Regions from separate parts of the Anas platyrhynchos genome. Here all the other regions are linked to region 3. A link is a contact called in public Hi-C data. All regions are on one chromosome and are shown on one strand. Each heading gives the region's core, a stretch centred on a gene start, on an enhancer-like site or on the middle of the called end of the contact. The rest is flanking DNA. Distances are from core to core; before and after follow the strand shown.

The links. Hi-C and Micro-C count contacts between places; a contact is called where the count stands out from the background.
Region 1: a contact with region 3 is called in a Hi-C map of subcutaneous adipose tissue, with 1.6 times the contacts expected there. The contact joins the promoter of TCF12 here to the enhancer-like site in region 3. A contact is called at or near these places in 7 of 8 Hi-C or Micro-C datasets (F1 follicle, F5 follicle, liver and 3 more).
Region 2: a Hi-C map of subcutaneous adipose tissue shows a contact between it and region 3, with 2.4 times the contacts expected there. The contact joins the promoter of CGNL1 here to the enhancer-like site in region 3. A contact is called at or near these places in 3 of 8 Hi-C or Micro-C datasets (liver, skeletal muscle and subcutaneous adipose tissue).

What each region holds. Positions count from the first base shown.
Region 1 is chr11:7,103,966-7,107,895 of IASCAAS_PekinDuck_T2T, reverse strand. It overlaps TCF12 (transcription factor 12), which reads right to left and starts at 1,811. Exons shown (of 22, transcript XM_038184788.2): 1 at 1,643-1,811; 2 at 681-777. The coding sequence starts at 755.
Region 2 is chr11:7,286,640-7,290,402 of IASCAAS_PekinDuck_T2T, reverse strand. It overlaps CGNL1 (cingulin like 1), which reads right to left and starts at 2,015. Exons shown (of 21, transcript XM_038184782.2): 1 at 1,219-2,015. It overlaps LOC113844967 (a long non-coding RNA gene), which reads left to right. Exons shown (of 5, transcript XR_011812063.1): 3 at 1,322-1,431.
Region 3 is chr11:7,219,246-7,223,263 of IASCAAS_PekinDuck_T2T, reverse strand. All of the region lies in intron 9 of TCF12 (transcription factor 12), which reads right to left. Among named protein-coding and RNA genes, the nearest start is that of CGNL1, 67 kb to the left of the region's middle. Within about 2 kb of position 1,708, at least 4 of the 8 cell types and tissues checked have an H3K27ac peak or open chromatin away from gene starts, as enhancers often do. A contact at or near this core is called in F1 follicle and subcutaneous adipose tissue, where this site is marked.

The DNA.
Region 1 (3,930 bases), core at 562-3,061, 120 kb after region 3:
AGGAAACGACTATTTGATTCCTATTTCTATTAGAAAATAAACAGAATGTAGGATGCACGTTCAGAGCCATAAAGGCAAAGTATTCCTTCCAATTTATTTGTACCATTACACTCTTTTGTGCATGAACACAGCTTAAAATAAAAAATAAAGGCCTAATACTACCACGACAATTTAAAATATGCATTCAATTTAAATTTTACTACTAAAAATATATTTCTTGTGGATTTATGAAATTAAAGTCACTAGATAAAGTCAACTCTTGAAAGGTAGCAGTTTTCGATTACATCCATAAGTCCAACATTCTTCAAGATCTGTTAAAACAAAAGTATCAAAAAGAAAACACCTATAATTTTCTGAGACCGAGTTACTTACAGACGTTAAGCGTTCTTTTGGTTTAAAGACAAAAACAAACCAAGAGGAAGAAGGCATCTCGGTGCCACACGCCAGCTTAACAAATGTTAATTATTAGATTATGCCATCACTGGGTCAGCCTGATTTTAACCAGTTAAACCAATTGACCCAGCTGGTATTACGGTATTAAATCTGGACGTCTAGACATTACATCAAAGTTCAGGTGTCCAACTTGGCTGTGAGGAAGGCAGCCCAGCCCCGCACGCTGCCGCCCTTACTCCTCCGTTTAGCACGGCGCAGCGACAAGAAGCCCTGGAAGCATGTCCTACCGCGCTGAAGTCCAGCAAGTCGCTCAGCTCCTTGTCAGTTCCTATCGCGGCCATCCTCTGCTGCTGGGAATTCATCTTCAAACGCTGCGATCGCGTCCTGGGGCACGGGAGAAGGGGCACAGGGAGCGCTTCGCCTCGACAGCAGCCCGGGGGCAGCCCCCCTGCACCGGCCGCACCGACGGGGTCAGCGCCGGCCCCGACCCGCCCAACTCCTGCCAAGTGTCCCGGGGCTCATCCCCCTCCCTCCCTCCCTCCCTCCCTGTCCCGGCCCGAGGGCTGACACGCAGCGAGGAGCGCTCAGCGAGCCGCCAGCGCGGCCAACAATGGGGCTGCAGCGGGGGCGGCGGCGCGGGGCCGGCGGGGCCTCGGCACAGCCATGGCCGCCCGAGCGGGACCGCCGGCTCCCGGCCCCCCCCCGCCTCCTCCTCCTCCTCCTCCTCCCCCCGCGCCGCCGGGGGGGCGGGAGCGGAATGCGCGTGCGGCGGGAGGGAGGGAGGCAGGGAGGGGGCGTGCGCGCGCTCGCGGCGGGAGGAGGAGGAGGAGGAGGAGGAGGGGGTGCGGGGGGGGGGTGGGCGCCTTCCCTTGTGCCCGGCGGGCGGCGCGGGGGAGCGGCGGCCCCGCTCCCTGCAACTTGCGGCCCCCTCAGGGCCGCTGCGAGCCCCGCGCCGCCCAGCGCGGCCCCGCCGCCGCCCGCGAGGGGGGGCTCCGAGGGGGGGGCTCGGCGCCGCCCGGCCCCGCCGCCGCCCCCCGGGCTCACCCCCACGTACACCCCCCCCACACACCCCCCCTCAGCCCCGGTGGCGGCCCGGTCCCCCCGCCCCGGGCGGCCCCGCTGCCTCCCTCCCTCTTTCCCCCCTCCCGCCCGGCCGCCGCCGCCTCAGCCCCGCCGCGCTCCCGGCCGCCGCCGCTCCCCCGGCCCGGCCGCTGTCCGCCAACTTGTGCCGGGCCCCCCCCGCCGGTACCTGGTGCCCCCCGGGCGCTGCGCTGCGCGGGGCCGGGCGGGCGGCGGCGAGCCGAGCGCTCCCCCCCCGCTGGAAGGAACTTGTGGGCTCCCCTCAGGCAGACATTTTTTTGCTTACGGAGCCTCAGCACCACGTTCGCGGCCCCGGCTCCGTATCCCTCCGCGCCGAGCGCCGCCGCCGCCGCCTTAACCCTTGCCGCGCCGCGCCGGGGGCGGGACGAAGGAGCCGCCGGCCCCAAGCAGCGCCCGGCGACGACGACGGCGGCGGCGGGGCAGGAGCCGGGGGGGCGGCGCGGGGCGGCCTCCCGGTAACGCAGCCGCCCCCCCCCCCCCGGTGCCCTCCGGAGCCGGGCAGCCCTCGAGGCGCGGCACGTGCTGTGTGAGGCTGTGTGAGGCTGTGTGAGGCGTCGCAGCGCCCCGCAGCGCGCATCCTCTGCGGGGGGGCGGCCCCGTGAGCGCCCCGAGCTCGGAGCGGGCCCCGGCCGCCCCCTCCCCAACCCCGCTCCCCCCCCGCTGCAGCGCGCAGCCCCCGGGGCTCGGCACGGAGCGGCGCTGCCCCTGCCCCTGCCCCTGCCCCGCGGGGAGCCCCCCAGGCCGGGCAGCTGCTGGGCCCGGTGCTCGCTGCCCGTCTCCCGAGCCTGCAGAGCCCCCAGGTGGCACCTCCTCGCCACCACCTGGCCGCTGGCCCGCTCCGCGCCACGCAGCGCTGCTGGGGTTTGACCCCAGGTGCTGAGGGCGACCTGCCCTAAGGGAAGAATTGAAAGCGATAAAGAAAAGAAGCTACTGACACGTCAGTCCTTTGGAGCAAGGGGACTTGGAACGCGCAATGGCAGGGAAAAAGGGTTCCTAAAATCCTGGAGAACCTCAAACACTTGAGGGAGACAGCAAGCGGGCTGCCCGCAAGCCTTCCTCCCTGCCAGGCTGCCGGGCGGCCAGCACAGCCCCCCGGGGGGCTCCCCAGCCCCATGCCCACCCCCAGACCCCAACCGTGACATCTTCCGGAGGAAGGGGGGGGTGAGCCCAAACTTATCCCCCCCTGGGCAAAATGGCGGCTCTGGAGCCTTCAGGCCTCTTCCTCCATTTTGCTGCCATAGATGCCACGTTCTGGATGATCATCTGGCCTTGGGATTCTGTGAATATTCATAGATCTGCCACCTAGAAATGCAGGGAGCAATTTGTATTAAAATATCAACACAATGCCTTCCATTCTCTGTGCCCCTGAGGAACATAAATATGTACTTTTCCCTTTGTAGTGTAAATAAGACTTCATCCAACGACAGGGATCATTGTATATTTCACAAGGACTCATCTGACACATTTGTGTTACAAGGAAGACCCCTTATTTATATACAGTGAAAATATTTTTGTTTCTCTCCAAGGACTACATTTGAAGACTCACCGGTATTGGTACTTAGTATCAATTGCTACAGCAGCTACACTCACAAGCATTGATTAGTAAACAGACTAAATCGAATGAATTGGAAGCAACAATGCCAACAGTTACTTGTACTGAAGTGTAACTGTATTAAAATTAAAACTTAATTTAAAAAAATAGAAGTTTTTATTTGCCCTCAGACCTAGGGTTTTACAGTTCACATTTGTAGGCTTTTATTTGTAGTTACAAAGTTTGAGTGGAAGATAATGCATCCACATAATCCATGATGTATGCTTTTTATATATATATGTATCTCCAGAAGGTATTTCCTTTGGTCCAAATGTCACTTTCTGATGCAGCTGCTGGCACCACGCATGCTCATTACCAAAACTCACTTCATAGCAGCCATTCTTCTGCACTGCAGCTCTACGGAGTTGACAACCCTCTTTGAAAAACTTCATTTTCAGACACCTGCAATGATCCGAACACAAAGTTTGCAGAAATGATGCCAGACAGCAAGTACCCAAGGCCTCATGGAAGGTGTGCTTTGGCCCAAAACATACTGTGAGCCTGACCTAATCTGACCTAATTTAACCTATTTTTTTCTGGATACCAAACATCTTCTGCCACGCTGGCCAGATTTGGAACCTTTAACCTCTTCACCCCTCTTTAGTCAAAATTGATCAAAATAACAAGGACACTCAAACATGAAGGAACAATATTCTACATCCACGTAATACTGTCTTTCACCTATTCTCAATCTCCAACCCCTTTTTCAAGCTGCTGCTTACCTACTAGCTTTTCTTCTCTGCCAGTCCCTCTAAATTCCTCCTATTCCTTGCAAGGGATAATAGGTTAAAATAACCAATTAATGCATTACGTTATCCTTATCATAGGTACATAGAGATAAGGAA
Region 2 (3,763 bases), core at 766-3,265, 67 kb before region 3:
CCTTACCAGTAAAGAATATCAGTCAATCCCAGGGTAGGCCAGGTCATCTAGGGGTGGCTACTGGGGCTGGCTCCCTCCTGTCACAGCTGTCTGGCAGTGGGCCCACCCTCAGGAACAGCCAGCTGGCTGTGCTGTGTGTTTCAGTTTCCTCCAAGTTTTCATATGGACTTGTAAAGCTGTTGAGCTTATTTTTCCTGATCAGCTTATTTGTTGTCAATCCAGAGAGTTTTCCCATTGCTGTGACTGCTGCTGATGCAGTCACTTTGCACTTAGAGTTTTCTCCATGGCTTCTCTACTCTGTCATTTCTGCTGGTCTGCACTGGCTCTTCAGAAAGATCAGATCTGTTTTGTAGATTTTGTTAGGTTTCAGGTCAGTTTAGCACTTCTCTGTTCTGATCTTATCACTTGCCCAGATGCACAAGTTTCTCTTCTCAATCTGCTATCTTCATTAGAGCAACAAATGGCCTCTAGCAGACTGAGACTTTGAGAAAAAAGAAACCTTCCTTCACTTTCTCTTGTATTCCAATAGCATACCTGCCAAACTATACAAACTGTTACAGGGTAACCCTTCATTTAGAAGATATTCTTAGAGCGCAGACACCTGCATTTATCATTAATGATATATACAAAATTTCATTTTAGTCAGACATATAAAACTTCTATGTAGAACTGTTACCAGTAGCAAAGCAAATAGAATTAACTTATTCTACGTTAATCTTCTGGTGTCAAAAGAAAGGTGTAAGTAGCATCTGTCACAAAACAAAACTTAGAATTCCAAAAACATAGATCCACACATTCAAAGGTTTTCAGAAGCAGTATTAGGAGTACCTCACTATAAAGAGTGAGTAATCTCAGAATAGATGACTTCCCAGACATTTGTCTTCCCTCAAATTAAAAATACAATGCATGACTAGAGTACATAAAGACTTTCTTTATATTCCCAACTAATAATCAACATTTTTCCTCAAGAGAAAGATATTTGGCAAATACAAGAAGATATTGTAATTAATTTAGTTATTTTGCTATATTTTAATCTCACTAGATTAATATAGTGTTGCATTTAGTTACCCAGATGAGTGAAAGAGATATCTTGTAAAACTTTATTTTTTTATCCAATCCTGTTTTACTATATGCTGTCTTCTTTTTCAGTAGGACAGTGCTAATATATTTATAATGATATTCATTGCTTTATGCAACCTCATGATCTTAGTTACTTACAGTCTCAGCTCAGTAGCACCAGGTTTCACACATCTGTCGCGTGAAAGTCTCTCCATCTTGTCTTTAATCACTCTTAACTTCTGGACTTTTTCTGTGATTGCAGTATCCTTACTGAGATGGGAATTTGAATGAGGAAAAACGGTCCATTTCCAGGGGAGATGAATTGAAGACCCTGTCATGTGTCACTGGTGGCATCTCTGTGCTGGGTTACTGGTAAGTGCAGAAGAGATCATTACTCCAGCTTCAACCACTCTTCTCAGATTAAAACAATGGTAGTCACAGGGATAGCAAAAGACATTCAGCTGTTTGAACAGCTGTTTCTGTTCACTTCTGAAGAAAGGCAGTCAAATCAGGTGCAGTCATGCCTGCTGGCTAGGTTGGTATAACAACCACTTAGTCATATAAACCATGGCCATCATCACATCTTCGCGTTGCAGACTTCATTGTAAGGGCACTAACAAATTTCATTCAAGTGCTATTCAAATCTGTACCAGTTAATAGAGTCATCTCATTCAGTGTGAATTATTTGGTATTGAGCTAGACTCAAATTCATCTTCTTCAACAGCACATAATGATTTATTTATGCCCTATGACTAAGTTTTTCAGAACCTTCTTAAATCTTGTTGCAGCTTGTCAGGAGCTTCTTCCATGTAGTCCATGTTAACATACTAAAATTTGCTGGCAGGTAAATTTATTATGACTGAAGTCAGGCTGGCATCTGAGCTTGTGTCTAACTCAGGATGTGCAGGATTACTTAGACACTTGAAGCTACTAGTACTATTCCTGCATAAGCAACTTCTTGAAATGGGGCCTCATCACCTGTAAGGATGAACAGCTGCTGAGCTGGAAAAAAGTAAACAAATCCTCTGGTATGGAAATCTGTTTTACATTCCCTACTTAATGTGTAATACTCAACTAATTCTGCCTGTACTGCGTGCACACATTCTGATTCTAATTCCCGTTAAATGATGTCCTGAAGTGTCGAAGTGGAGAAGTCTATAAAGTGTATACGTCTGAAAAAGATAATTATTTTTAAATATGTTTTCCTTGAAAATGATTACATTAAGCATGAAATCTGTGTGATTCTTCCTCTTTCTGATTTTTGCTACAAATGGAATTAGGCGGATTGTAAAGAATGTTACTGAATTCTTCTGTGTGTTAAAAAAGGAAGTTGGAATTTTTGAGGGATGTGAAGTGTTATCACTGTCACAATATTGGGGGAGAGGGAGGCTAAAGAGCTGAGACATGCTTTCCAATAAATACAGTGCTCTTCAGGCACAAAGACTTGGGAAGGAAACAATTCTTTCTAATTAGGAAAGTAATTTTAAGCAGAAAAAGATGTAAAAGCTTAAGGACTGTTCTTGTCAGAGAGAGATGTTTCTGAGAAGAATTAGGGCAATAGAGGATTATTGTTTTGTTAAGCCTTTGATTGAGATCTCAGACTTTCATCAGTTCTGTAACAATACAGGCAAGAGATCTAAGGCTCAAACACATCTCCAGAAAGGAGATCTTGGAAAAAGAAAATAGAAATAAACCCAGACTTGGATTTGGCTGGTGGGTATTTATAACTCACAGCTGAGAGCCAAGGGGAAGTTTTTCCATGATCACCCCATTATTTAAAAAAAAATGGTCAGGAAGAAAATTTTGCTTTTGTTTTCCCCAAACAAAACAAAACAAAACCTCTTAGTTATTTGAAAAATTCCAAACCAGAACATAAAAGATCCTTTAGAGGAAAACTCTGGAGTTGTCATTTAAAGGCTGCTCTGACTATAATCAAGATTAGAGCTTTTAATGAAGGCAAAGCTCATTTATCTGATCAGATCCTAACATAATGGTCTAGCATGTGATATTATTCTATATAAGTTACATAACACTTTTTGTTTAAGCACACGCTTTTCCTTCAGTAGCATGAACAACATTTTTAACCTGTTCAAATCCTTAAGAAATGTAAACAGATTTGAAGAGGAAAAATGGTTATTTATTAACAAAAGGGAAAAAAAACAAATATACAAAAACAACCAAGTCACAGAAAGTTGTTGTTAAGATGAAAGCAAGACAGGAAACTAATAAAGAGGATCAGAGAACCTGGAAATAAATGTTGACAGACTTGTGCATGGGCAGTTTAAAATCACATACTATTAAGCATTAGCTTTTTGATTAAGTGTTTGCACACAAGATTGCTTTTCCCTAGTAAATGCTAGAGATTATCCACAACTCATTTGTGTTTGCAGGTTTTCTGTGAGTATGTGTGGGTACATCTTACCATTTATCAGCCACCATGCACAGAGGTCACAAGTCCCCTGCCTCATTAAAAGACAGTGAGCCAATTGAAAAACAACTCCGTTCTCCCTTGGGGCATCTGAACATATGGTGCAGGAGTAGTATGGTTAATTTTGAAACAGTCAGATCTGGGAAGAGGCTAAACAGTTGGACAAAAAGTGGGTAATGTAACTAGATACTCAGAGAGATAACTCTTGTCAGCCAATTTTCCTGTTTTGTCAACAGAATTGGTAGGCTACAGCTTCAAGCTTCTCAGGGTGTCTTA
Region 3 (4,018 bases), core at 459-2,958:
GGGTTAATCTGATGACTCAGCCTGACAAAACAAGTCAGCTGGAGACAGGGCCAATTTTTTAAACTTGATTTCAGACAGACATGCCGTCAGCAGAGGAGTGCTGAACTGACATGCACTTTGTAGCCCGAATTGTTTCCACTCATGACCCTGTACTGTGTGTCAAAAACAATAAGCTGCCTGTTTCTAAAGTATATAAAGAGATTATGAAATCTGATGCAAAGTGAAATACTGTCCTAATAATAAACCAAGCTACCTGTATCAGAATAAAGATTTTAACAATAAGAGGTTTTGTGAATGAACTGTATGTTCTTCCTAAAATCAATCTTTTATGTGAAACACATTTTTGTCCAATTTGTCAGAGCCACAAAGCAAATACACAGTAAGCATATGTAACCCAGCACTTGAGTCTATGAAAAAAATAAACATAATTGCTCCAGATCACTGAAAATTATCCTCATACCACATAAAAGGTAATTATGTAAGTGCCTCAATGGACAAGAGCCATCCTCTGGTCAAATATATGCCATAACAACACTGCAGTATCATAATACTTGAAAAATGTTACTGCTTTTTAATCACAGCTTTATTATTTCAAATGGGTCTGTTCAAACACAAGCAGCAAAAACTTTTACAATAATTTTGAGTCAGACATAATTCAAAGTTCCCTTTTCACCAAAAGAAGCAACTGTGATGTGTAAGTCTTGAGTTTCCTCACAGAGATCTGGCATAAATCTTTCTGAAAAACAGTAACCTAATACAACCCCAAACCTGCTATCGATGAGGACGCCAATTCTGTTCTTCTTCCTAATTTGTTTCATTTCTGAGGGGCTAGGTTAGCCTTATTTCCAAAGGCAGCAGGCTAAGACAACTGCCCTAGAAGGCTCTCCCTTTATCCCCACTCTGCGCAGGGCTGGACGTTTTTATCAACTTCAACCACGTTTGAAAAAGGCACAGATGTTTCAGAAGTGATTAAGCTCTTATCAGCGCTACGAAAACCTGAAACTGAGACAGAGGAGACTGACCCCAACCAACGCCTCCCTGAAGTAAAGACAAGGAATGGGGAATAAAGGAGAAAAGACAAATTCTTGGAAAGTCATCTGATACTGAACAGCCAGTTACTAACCAAAATACACACACACACCTATGTATCTGTATGTGTAAATGTGTGTATAACATATAAATATCAACTTTGAGCTACTAGCAATACTTCAGAAAAAAATTCTATGCACCTCAGGACTCCTAGCAGGATGCATTTCACAGCCAAACATTTATTAGGATTAACCACAGCAAGGCCGGTGTCAGCGTGCTCTGTAAGCGCACACCGAGCACAGCGCAGCTCTTCCAGCAGACAAGACCGAAAGCCTCAGGAAGCAGCGCTTACTGCTTTAGGTGGAAATCACGTTGTTAATTACATGGTAACAAAGCAGGAAAACTACGAACAAATACCAGTGTAACTGAGATTAAAACCCACCCAGTGCTTTTATGTAGCTATATTGCAAGGTTTTTTGATTGATTTTTTTTATTTGATTTTAGGAAAAACTTCCCGTTAGCTGTAAGTTAAAAAAAAATATATATAAATAAAAAAGTACGAGCACTGCCCCTGCTCAGCCCCCTGCGCTGTGGGCCCGAGCTCTCCTCAGCCCGCGGCCGAGCCCCGAGCCCCTCCCAGCGGCCGCCGGGCGCGGCGCGCGGCGGGGGCGCCCCCTGCTGGCGGAGCCCCCGCAGCGCCCCCTGCGCGGCCCCCCGAGGCGGCTCCGCCCCCGGCGCTGCGCGGGCTGGGGGCAGCCGCGGCCGCGCCGCCATTTGCTGCCCGCCCGGGGCTCTCCCGGCCTGCGGGCTGGCGGCCCTGCCGGCTCCCCCCCCGAGGGGAGGAGAGGACAAAAAGCCGCTCTCCTGAGCTGTGTGTGTGAAGTGCCACGCTGTAGTCTGTGGTAACGGGAGCGTTCGTCTGTCTTCCCGGTGAAGCACAAGTTGGAGCAGCCCCGCGCAACTTCTCCGCAGTTGACGAGCTGCTGCTCTGTCACCTCGCCCCTCAGAAGGCAGCCTCACCGCCGGGCGCTGCCTTTACATTCTGTGCAGATCTACACTACTTTAGGAGCATCTACTGTGCTCATTTTGCTATGCTGTGGAAGTGTAAAGAAAACTAAAAAATCTACCAGTAAATCCACCGTGCATGTGAGGGATTTTCACACAGAAGTTGTCTCAGTAAAGCAACCTCACAGTGGCCTACGCCACAGCCCGGCAGCAGCCCAGCAGCCCTGGAGCCACCACGTGCCCACGGTCAGGAGCTGCTGTGAAGAGAGGGGCACACACATCACGTCCCTCACCTCACCTCACGCAGCGAGAATGCCACCTGAGCTCACAGCACAACAGCAGCTTAGCTGTTCAGCACCAGTGGACTGGTTTTCACTTCACGTGCACAGCAAAGGGTGGGTGGGATGCTCTAATCTTAACTCACTGCGCTTTTCAGATCTATTTCAACTTAGTCCATTCCCTAAAAGCATCAGACTTTGAATCTGATGGCCAAAGAATAAGCATCAAGCAGAAGGAAGACTGACTCACAAGGAAGAAACCACAAGTTCTGCGTTGCATTATCCATAGGGATTCATTTGCTCACTTTCGTCATTTAAAATGCCTTATAAAACACAGCACAGCATCAGAGGCAAGGGTCGGGGTTACTCATGTCCCCGCGTGTTACATGCTGAAGGCGGACAGCTGAATGCATCACTCGACTGCACCAGGCAACTCAGAAGTGCTCTGAACAAACTCTAAATACCACTTTTTACATTTTGGCACCATTTCTCACTGACATGTTCTGTGGGAATAAATCTTATGAAGAAAATTAAACAATTAGACACAACGTCACACTCAGTTCAACACCATCCAGGAAGGATGCTCCAAAGGTTTTACTCAGACATACTACTCAGAAAAGAGACCCTGACTTCAGAAAACTATTCCAAGGATGTTGATTTACACCAGGCTACTTCAATACATACTGAACTTGTTAATTGTGAGGATAATTCTCTAAAGCAAGTCTGCTCACATTAGATTGTATTAAAAATACAACATTCGCTAAATATTAAAATCTCAAAAACTGGGTTTCAGATAAACAGACAACCAGATCACTTCCACCCCCTACTTCAGGTACTCTCTTTTAACCCTGGGGAGGAGTGGAAGTAGGAGGGATTACAAAAGGGAGTAAGACCAATTATTTATTTATTTTTTATTATTTTGTACTTCTCAAGCTCATTCTTTAAAAGGCTAGTATATTAGAAAAGAGGCCCTTTAGTTTGTTAGAGGTAATTCTACATACAAAAACCAAGTTTCCTCTCTCTGTGCTTAGTAAAGAGTTCAAATTTAGGAGAGAGATCTCTGATGATGGAAAATGTTCATTTGACAATCTGATTAAATAAGTGGCAATCAAAAGTTTAATATTAACTGATAGCCTTGGGTGCTATGGAAAATCTAAAATGCTCAAAGTAGTTATTAGAAATGGCACTACACAGAAAACATTTGTCACAGAATTTTCTGTAACAAAAAAAAAAAATCAACACACAAGTATTTCTACTCTCTCATGTAAGACCAATTAAGTGGCAAAGGAATAATGACAAATATATATAATACAATATATAAATATATATAATACAAATATTTCTCTTACAATTGTGACACAACAGCTATTGCTCATGGTGCTAATGATAAATATTGATCTGAAATATTTTTTGACAACACACGTAAACAGTACCATGCTTCTGCTCATAGCACATTGGTAATTTGATTACAAACTCGTTGCGCATTTCCAAGCAAGCCTTACTGTTCTCCCTCTGCAGATCAAGAAGTTCTTTGAAAGCACTGACTATGCTCTCTATAGGTAACTCGTGCCCCACCAATTAGTTACAATTGGTTTTGAGTCACATGATGTTATTACTGTTTCTTGGCTTAGTTAGGACAACTCCTACAGTCTGAGAAATTATCAGAAATACTGCAAGAGTTTAGAATCTCTGAGAATGCAACTGCC